Linked DNA regions of Mus musculus: region 2 is linked to region 1. The links are chromatin contacts, called in public HiChIP or PLAC-seq maps. All regions are on one chromosome and are shown on one strand. Each heading gives the region's core, a stretch centred on a gene start, on an enhancer-like site or on the middle of the called end of the contact. The rest is flanking DNA. Distances are from core to core; before and after follow the strand shown.

Region 1 (4,785 bases), core at 1,378-3,877:
GCATGAGCAGTGAGCGAGGTACAGGGGCAAGTGGCACGGGGAGGGGCACTGCCTCTGAGTCTAAAGAGGCTGTTCTTTAGACCCTGGAGCAGATGATGAGCCGGATGTGCTAATGGCCTTGCTGCACAGATTCCCTCCTTCCCTCCTCGTAGGCACCTCCCAGTTCAGCCGCACTGCATTTGGAAACTGTTGCCCCCTGCCATAGCCGTGATTGCTTTGATACAACTAGAAGACAGATTGCTGAGTGCTTATTTATAACCGTGATGCATGGTTGCTTGGTTTGGTTAAGTAACCAAAACCTGTTTTGTAAAGACGCGGTTTGTAAGTGTCTAGAGGGTTGCTGTGCAAAGACAGCTTACATTAATAATAGACAAACAGGCACAGGGTGACAGAAACTAAATATCCAGCCATTCACATTTGAACCTAAAGGTTCTAACCGTAGCATTAAACCACGTAGGCAAGTCACGGCCACTCTGAAGAATGATCTTTGATTATTGAGTGTCTGGCATCTTAGGTCTTTGGATCATGTACAGCTTGGCTATGAACAGTCCCATTACACTAAAAAACCCTGCATCAGTATGCTTCCTAATTAGTGTGATCATCTATACTAAAAGCAAATTGGGTTACTTGTATATATGATATGGCTGGCACTAAGAGGGAGTTTATAGGTTGAAGGAGAAAGATGGATTAGAACAGATGTTTATGGAGAGTGAGTCAGCTGTTAAGACCTGGGTTCAATTCCCAGCATGGATGTGACAGCTCACAACTGTCTGTAACTATAAGATCTGACACTCTTACAAACATACATGTAGGCAAAACACCAATGCACATAAAATAAAAATAAATTAATTTTAAAAATTGGTTGGTTGGGCTAGAGCAATGAATGGCTCAGTGGTTAAGAGCACTGGCTGCTCTTCCAGAGGACCCCGGTTCAATTCCCAGCGCTTGAATGGCGGCTAACAACCAGCTGTATGTAACTCTAGTCCCACGGAATCTGATGCACTCCTCGGCCCTGGAGGGCGCTGCTTACAGGTGGTGCACAAAAATACATGCAAGTGAAACACCCATACACACAAGATAATAAAATGTAGAAAAATGGTTTGATAAATCTCAATTCTGTGGTGTAGGTTCCTTTGGTTTTCCTTTGCTGAAGTCATTCTGAGGTGGACATACAGCAGGGCTGCAGGGACGCTGAGCCAGCCGTGAGCTGCTTTGGGACTTAAGTGGGTGGGCACCTGGGAGATAGGTGAAGCATGGCACCTTGTGTTTACCTCAGTTCAATGTTAGGTTAACGGGGAGCCAGAATTTGTCACTTAGATGGGACAGTTGTTGAAATCAGCCGTTGCCATCTGAGTTTACCTCAATCCCTGACACATGAAGATTTCACAGAGTCAGACATATGCAAATTAGATTTCCCTTCCTAAGCCAAGGTTAAATAAAAGGGAAAATTATGAAAGGGTGCTTATGGCAGCAAAGAGTTTTGAGGACTTGAGGATGAATTTCGTTTAAAACCAGGATAGAGCTCATTGCCAAACAGGAAGGGGATAAAGGGAAGGGAAAGGAGATCTGGGGAAAGCACGGTCCAGCCCAGCATTTGTGCTGAGAGGCTCTGTTGCGGACCCTCTGCGATTACAGGCATTTTCCTGGGCCCGGTGTAGCATTTGGCAAGGAAGCAGAGGGAAGGCGTTCCTCCTTTCGGTGTTTTAGACTGGGCACTGGCCCGCGTGGTAGGGGAAGCACTGCTCCCGTAAACGAAAGATTCATTTTTCTCTTCTCTGGTTCAGTCTGGGATGGAAGACCCATTTGAAACAAGTTGTGGCCAGCAGGGCGGTCTAACAAGCAGACTGGGGGAGGTGGGAGAGGGACCTGCAGCCTAGGCAGCCACACCCATTGGCTAGGCTGGGCCACATGTCAGTCTGTGTACCCATGTCCGACCGTGTCAACTCCACACATGTAATCCATGCATAAATTTACTACGCCATTCCAGCCCACCATACCGCCACACACGCAGTTCAACTGATGCAGTTAATCACGCTAGGGCGTCCACACTCACAACACACACACACACACACACACACACACACACACACACACACACACTCACACACGACTATACGACTGGCGTGTAATGTCTATGGCCACACAGACACTGCAAGCCACTCAGTGCATCCCCACACCCTACACGTATCAAGACAGAAACCTAACAGATTCTCCCACCCTGACTGCCCAAAGCCCCGCACCCAGGACTAGTTCCGGGAGGCTGGCACAGGGAAGAACCCGCGAGGTCATCGCCCGCTGCCATCCGGCGGCTCCAGGACAGCCCGGGCGAGTGTGTGCCCAGCAGGACGCCACGGCGCGACGGGGAGGGAGTGCTAAGGACCAGGCTAGACCCTGTGCCTAAAGGCTGCGGGAGAAGGCCGGACTGTAGCCGGAGGTACGCCCTCCCAACCCGAGGGCGTAGGGGATGTGTGCTGACTGTCCTATGGGCATGTGGGACCCGCTGGCCGGGGGCAGAGGCGACGCGCGCAACGCCACCGCGAGGGGATGGGCTCGCAGAGGGGCGCGGCGGTCTAAGTGTGCGCGTGCGCGTGCAGGCGTGGCGGCCCGAGTGGGGAGGAGGGAGCAGGGAGGACGACAGAGAGAGACGGGAGGAGGGAGCAAAGAGGAGGGAGGAGAGGAGAGGAGAAAGAAGGGAGGAGGGAGCAGGGCGCAGAAGGGAGCAGGGCGCGGGGAGGCAGCAGGCCTGGCCGGGTCGCTGCTCCCTCCCCGGGCGGCTCCTCGGCAGCGGGTGTTCGCCGCGCCTCCAGCCCGCAACCCACCCTCGCCCTGCCCGGCCCGCGCCTCTGCCCTGTCCTAGGCTCCCGGCCCGGCTCTTCAACCGGAGAGATGAGTGCGGCCACGGCGCCCGAGCGCGGCTGGAAGAGCGAGAAAGTGGACGAGGCGCAGGCCCTGGCGCGGAGCTGCGCCGCCCGCAGACCCGACTTCCAGCCGTGCGACGGGCTGTCCATCTGTGCCACGCACAGCCACGGCAAGTGCTTCAAGCTGCACTGGTGCTGTCACCTGGGATGGTGTCACTGTAAGTGGAGCCGCGTCGGCCTGCTGTCGCCCGCCTGCGGCCGGGTGCTACCCGGACGACGGGAGGAAATCCCGGGGGAACCTAGCTGTAGTCACAAAAGGGAACCTTCCTACCCACAGGAGCCTGGGGCTGGCTTTCTTTGCCGTTCTTTTAGATACTTGCTCAGAGCCGCCAGAGCGGACGCGCGCCAGCAGGGTAGCCCTTTCAGCGGTGGGGGGTGGGCACGGACATACCCCTTTCACTTTCTTGCCTGTTCTTTCTGGCTGCTGTTGAACAGAAAGAACCCTAGGTCCTAGCGATTCCCATTTATTTAATGTATCCAGATCGAGAAAGAACCAAAGTATGAAGAATGGCTTCTAAGAAGTTAAAAGGAACAGTTTGAAGAGCAAACTCCTTCGACACCCAGTTACAGCGTTTGAGCCAAGCCAGGACTAGTCTAGTCCTAGGCCAGTTGTATTTATCCTGAGAGTTTTAAATAGATTAAACTTAAGTAGCCATTTAATCAGCATTCCACAATTTGATTACTTCATGGCATTTAGCTTAATCCGACTGCTGAATCATTTCTTTTTAGAAACATTCTGAAGTCGGTTTCCATATAATCTTAGATTTGGAGGGCTTTGCCGTGCTTAAGACACATTTTCCAAGTGATCTTCAATCAAACTTTTCCCCCCTGTTATTTAGGAGGATATGGTTTACAAGGAGAGCTACAATATGTAACAAATCTTTATTTGCTTTTAATTGAGAATATTTGAATGTCTTAGTTGAGTTTATAAATTAAAGGATAGAAAATCCTTGCTTTTCCTTATAAATTCAAGGTACCTGGAGAGCGAATATTGATTTTGTTGTTCCTCTGCTGATGAGGACAAACAGGATGTTCTTGCTTCTCGCTGAAAGTGTGGCTTCAGAGTAGGAAATATGAGAGCTAAAGTGTACCTGTTGGATGAATTTAATGGCAGTCTACCTCCTGCAGAAGTCCTGTTCTTACTGTGGGATGCGGATGCGGAGGAGTTAAGATGGCCCCAGTCATTGCCTTTCTTACTTCCCTCTCCAGGTAGAGTTGACTTCTGGGAAGCTTGCGTCTAGTCAGACAGATTGTTCCTCATTAATGAACCTTGATTCTCACAATGTCTTCCTTACAAGGAGATGAAAACGAACTTACCACATTCCTTCATCTGTTCTTACCTTATGAAGTCGAGTGTGTTTTCGGGTGGGTACATGGGTGTGTGCACTCGCATATGAGCCATGACTCACGTGCGGAGGTCAGAGGACAACTTTGTGTAATTTGGGGAACCTATCTTAGGTCATCAGGCTCATGGGGCAAATGCCTTCAACTCACGAAAACGTATTGTTATGTCTCTTCCTACTGTATCTTATACAACAGTCTAATGTTTCAGCCAAATTATGGCTGCCTCAACTCTTTGGATATGCATATTTAAATATACTAAGAATTTCTTGCATATGGGCCATTCTTTCTCTGAATCCCTGGCTATTCTTGAGGGAAGTAGGTTTTCCAAAACAGGTTTGAACTTGGCATGCATTGAGTGGCTGAGGAGAGATGTCCACCATTTTTCCACTGAGACTGTTGTTTTGTCCTGCTTCTGAGCTGCCATTGCCTTCTGTCCTTCCGCTTACAGGATAGCACCCGTGTACCTAACTATCTGGGTGGTTTTGTTCTGAACACATGTGCTGGGGGTAGGTGAGAAGCCCCT
Region 2 (5,033 bases), core at 167-2,666, 33 kb before region 1:
CTCAGCATCAGGGATATTGAAGATGGAACCCAGTTAGTTCTGCCTTGGAGACCAGCATTGCTTTAATCAGTTTTATCTCCAGTTTCACTGTTCACAAGAAACTCAAGCTCCCTGGTGTTTCTCACCTGGACTCTCATCTATGTGTGTATCCAGTGCCTCTCAACCCCCCACATCCTCCTTATTGGCTTCCTAGAATCTGCAATGTATAGCCACAACACCCAGACTCTCAAAATGTTCCCTGAACATTCATTCACCTTGGAAAAAATCCTTAGAGCATTTGGTCAGGGCTCCAAAGAATAGCTTGTCTTGCCAGCTTCTGAACAATGGAGAAGCAAGAGAACTGTCGACTGTGGAAATGAATATATCACCATGGGTTTGAAGGGTAGTAACCCTGTCAACCTAGGACTGCTGCACTGGCTAACGCAGCCCCCACATGGCACAGTGCCACTGGACCACATTTACAATGTCACCTTTTCTAAAGGCCTCAGGTGCATGTTTCTATAATTTAGATCTGGTCCCCTGAAGACCCCTGTGCTAAAGGTGTGGTACCTGCTGTGGCCCTTTGGGAAGGTCTAGACTCAAAGGCAAGACACTGTAGGATATCTTAAGTCACTGAGCCTGTGTCAACATTCACAGGAATGTTGGGAGCTCTGTACCCTCTCAATCCCCTCCATGCTGCCCATAAATTGAAGATCTTTGTTTCATCGGGCATCATGGTGTGCTACCTTCTCATGGACCCAAAGCAGCAGAGCTACCTGGTTATAGACTGGATACCACCCCCCCAAAGTGAGACAAAGTAAACATTTTCTCTTATTAAGTTGGTAATCTCTGGGCTGGAGAAATGGCTCAGTGGTTAAAAGCACTGACTGCTCTTCCAGAGGTCCTGAGTTCAATTCCCAGCAACCACATGGTGGCTCACAACCATCTATAATGAGATCTGACTCCCTCTTCTGGTGCATCTGAAGACAGCTACAGTGTACTTAGATATAATAATAAATAAATCTTTAAATAAAAATAAAGTCATAAACCAAGGTAACTTTAGACCACATTGCTATTGGGGGTGCAGAGGGGTTTGGACGCTATTCCATAGGCCCAAGAAGCTCTCTTAGCTCTTGGATTGGCATAAGTGTTCTGCTCAGTTGAAAGCTTCGAATCAATGGGGTTTTTATTTATTATCACAAGGCGTTGCTTCAGATTTAGAATGGGGCAAGAAATGGCTGCTCCAGAATGCTAAAGGTAGCCCTGGATAAAGTAAAGCCTTGGACCTTTATGTGTCCAATCTCTCCACGGTACTGAGATTCCAAGCCGTCCGTCAGTCTCCGCAGACACGAACGCTCCTCCCAGGAGCTCACTGGTCACAGCCAGACTCAGCTTCTTTTCAGGTTTTTGATCACTTAGCTGCCCAAGCATCTATAGCGCCACATGATGAATAGCTGGAAAACGAAACAAAAAGTGTAATAGAAAGAAGCTGCTTTTTACAAGAGCAGGAGGTTTTCTCTTCTCCACCAGATGGCGCTGTTGAGTAGTTTCTGTAAAAGTTCCAAGTTGGCCATTCAGTTTTAATATCTAGAGGATAAGCCACATGTTCCGCAGTGTTTTTCTAAACTAACATGTTTTATAAACTTAGATAGACTTTTATGGGACTCTTGAGACTTGTGGGTGGGCAAAATTTGGGTCACTCTCTTAACCAATAGGCAGGATGACTGGGTGAATATTAGTAATAGAATTTCAACAACCATCATGTATTTGGCACCTAATAATAGTGTGTGTGTGTGCATATGCGCACACACACACAGGCCAAAGGTTAACATCACATATCTGCTTTCATGACTCTCCATCTTATTTTCTTTATTTTGAGGCATGCTTCTCACTGAAACTGGAGCTTACCACTTCAGCAAGGCTAAGTGGCCAGCAAGCCCTGAAGAGTCCTAGCCTCTGGCTCCCAGCCATACAGGTAGGTGCCACAATGCCCAGCTTTATGTGGGTCCTGGGGATGAAGCCCAAGCCCTCTTACTTGCCCAGCAACATTTTACTGACTGAGTCACTGCCCAGTCCCGCGTCCCCCATAAGGATTTTTAAAAATGAGATGTGGTCTTATATGTACCACAGTCTAGATTCAAATTCATGATTTCCCCTGCCTCAGCCTCCCAAATGCTGAGATTATAGTGCAGTGCACCCTGCCTAGTTTCTGATAACCTTTCTCAGACTTAAAAAAAAAAATCTGTATGGCAGATAAGTGTAGCTGTCAGCCTTCATCAAAGAAGATTCTTTTTGTAGTGGACAGAAACCATTACAGAATGCCCCCAACTTGTCAAAATGCAGAGAAAAATGGACTGTGAGGTGCAAAGCCACACCTGATGCATTCACAACACAATCCTTACGCCTAAGACTTGGGTTTGGAAAGGCTGTAGGAGCCAGAGGACCAAGAAGCCTGCTGCAAGACTGGGTCTTCTAATCTATGGCCATGAGATCTAAACAACACGGCTGTTTAAACAAGAGCTCAACAGTGGCAATCCTGGCTGACGAGTCGTCGTGGGGATGGGGAAGTCACATGTCACAAGGGGCTCCACCCCTAGATGAAGAGTTACAGACAATTAAAGACTGTCTAGGGTGGCAGTAGACTTCCCCAGGCATGAGCACCCTAAGTTGTTAGTCAACCCAAAGTGTGTGTGTGTGTGTGGCTGTGTGTGTATCTATATCTATATATCTATATATCTATATATCTATATATCTATATATCTATATATCTATATATCTATATATCTATATATCTATATATCTATATATCTATATATCTATATATCTATATATCTATATATCTATATATCTATATATCTATATATCTATATATCTATATATCTATATATCTATATATCTATATATCTATATATCTATATATCTATATATCTATATATCTATATATCTATATATCTATATATCTATATATCTATATATCTATATATCTATATATCTATATATCTATATATCTATATATCTATATATCTATATATCTATATATCTATATATCTATATATCTATATATCTATATATCTATATATCTATATATCTATACATCTATACATCTATACATCTATACATCTATACATCTATACATCTATACATCTATACATCTATACACCTATACACCTATATACCTATATACCTATATACCTATATACCTATATACCTATATAGCTATATATCTATATCTATATATCTATATCTATACAAGCAACAGTAACTGGGCTCAGCAGGTTTGGTTATAAATCTATTCACACATATACTTGTAAGAATAATAAAATGAGGCCATGAATTTGAGAGGGAGAGGAGGAAGTAGAAGGGTCGGAGAGAGGATATGGAAGGGGGAATAATGCAATTATATTTTAAAATGTTGAGAATCTAACATAAAACATACAAGAGGGTAGGGGTAGGGTAGACATGATGTAAATAGTACTGAGTTGTCTTAGTCAGGGTTTCTATTCCTGCACAAACACCATGATCAAGTTGGGGAGGAAAGGGTTTATTCAGCTTACACTTCCATACTGCTGTTCATCACCAAAGGAAGCCAGGACTGGAACTCAAGCAGGTCAGGAAGCAGGAGCTGATGCAGAGGCCATGGAGGGATGTTCTTTACTGGCTTGCTTCTCCTGGCTTGCTCAGCCTGCTTTCTTATCGAACCAAGACTACCAGCCCAGAGATGGTCCCACCCACAAAGGGCCTTTCCCCCTTGATCACTAATTGAGAAAATGCCTTACAGTTGGATCTCATGGAGGCATTTCCTCAACTGAAGCTCCTTTCTCTGTGGTAACTCCAGCTGTGTCAAGTTGACACAAAACTAGCCAGTACATGAGTATATAGTTATTTAGCACTTATGACTTTATGTAGTAAATAGTATATAGTTATGCAGTACTTGTGTAATAAATATAGTCCTGGACACTCTCAGCAAAACCAATAAAATAAATGTGAAAAAAAACAAAGAATATTCAAGTACAGGGGAAAATGTATGAGATCTCTGTAGTTTTCTCGCAGTTCTTGTTTAGTCGTAAGAGTGAGCATAATAGGGCGAGGACTGCAGCCCAAGTACAGGCTTAGCATCTGCCAGGCCCTTGGTTTGATTCCAGCGAGCACACAGATGTGCACATGCATGCACACACACACTGGAGTGAAAGAGAGAGTATAATAATGTTATTTCAACTGTAAAATTTGATTAATTACTCTTATATGAGCTATGAAAAGATGGCTTTAAAATCTGGTCAAGGACTTACAAATAATTAACACTGGAATCTCTGCTTCTTTCTATAGAGATGATTTTTCTACTAACCAATCTACTCAGCATTACTTTCAGCGTATAATGCCCATGTTAGTGCAAAGTAGCAATTTCAGCCTTCATAAAATTTGGCAATTAGTTCGCTTGCTCTTGTCTTAAGGGCCACTAATTTGGAAGGTGATTGGGTTTTGTAACTTGCTACACAATTGAGACTTTCAAGGGTTCAATGAATTCTTGCGTTATTGAGGGATTAGTGGGATCCCTCTGAGAAATGGCCATTGTGTTTTATTTTCTAGATTAATCTCCAGTTGCCTTGCCTTCTCCATGCTGATTATTCATTCTACCTTTTAATTATTATTGTTAATTACTCTCAGAGTTGGGATGAGAAAAATCAGGGAGGCATCATTTATACAGTCATCTGCTTAACTACCTACCTACATCTATTTGTATATGTTATAAAGCATCTGAGAGAATGAGGAAGTGGCCCAAAGAGATGAGAGAGCAGAGCTGGAGTGGTGATTGGACCTTCTCAAGGTCCATGATGGAGAAAGATGGTGAGCAGATACAGAAGCAGAGGTGCCAACATTTAAACTTGGCTGCACTGGGCTGCTGGAGGTGAAACTGTGAGGCTCACTCTCAAACAGCATCAGGGGAAGGAAAAGTGTGCAGTATGGGAAGCCCAACTCACCCCTTCTCCCTTCCTCTGCAGTTATCCCCACTACTCTGTGCCTTGCCTGGACCTGGGGTAGCCAGAACTCTGAGCAGA

The links. HiChIP or PLAC-seq counts read pairs in DNA pulled down with a chosen protein or histone mark.
Region 2: a contact with region 1 is called in an H3K4me3 HiChIP or PLAC-seq map of the SCID.adh cell line, with 18 read pairs. The contact joins the enhancer-like site here to the promoter of 2510009E07Rik in region 1. A contact is called at or near these places in 1 of 39 promoter capture datasets (macrophages), 4 of 484 Hi-C or Micro-C datasets (embryonic stem cells, muscle stem cells, nephron progenitors and 1 more), 4 of 115 datasets of contacts at active chromatin or transcription factors (the SCID.adh cell line, embryonic stem cells, memory CD8 T cells and 1 more) and 4 of 9 other capture datasets (adipose tissue, embryonic stem cells, liver and 1 more).

The regions. Positions count from the first base shown.
Region 1 is chr16:21,692,507-21,697,291 of GRCm38.p6, reverse strand. 2510009E07Rik (RIKEN cDNA 2510009E07 gene) reads left to right here and starts at 2,627. Exons shown (of 2, transcript NM_001001881.2): 1 at 2,627-3,076. The coding sequence starts at 2,887.
Region 2 is chr16:21,724,519-21,729,551 of GRCm38.p6, reverse strand. No RefSeq gene overlaps it. Among named protein-coding and RNA genes, the nearest start is that of 2510009E07Rik, 32 kb to the right of the region's middle. Within about 2 kb of position 1,416, at least 54 of the 459 cell types and tissues checked have an H3K27ac peak or open chromatin away from gene starts, as enhancers often do. A contact at or near this core is called in the SCID.adh cell line, where this site is marked.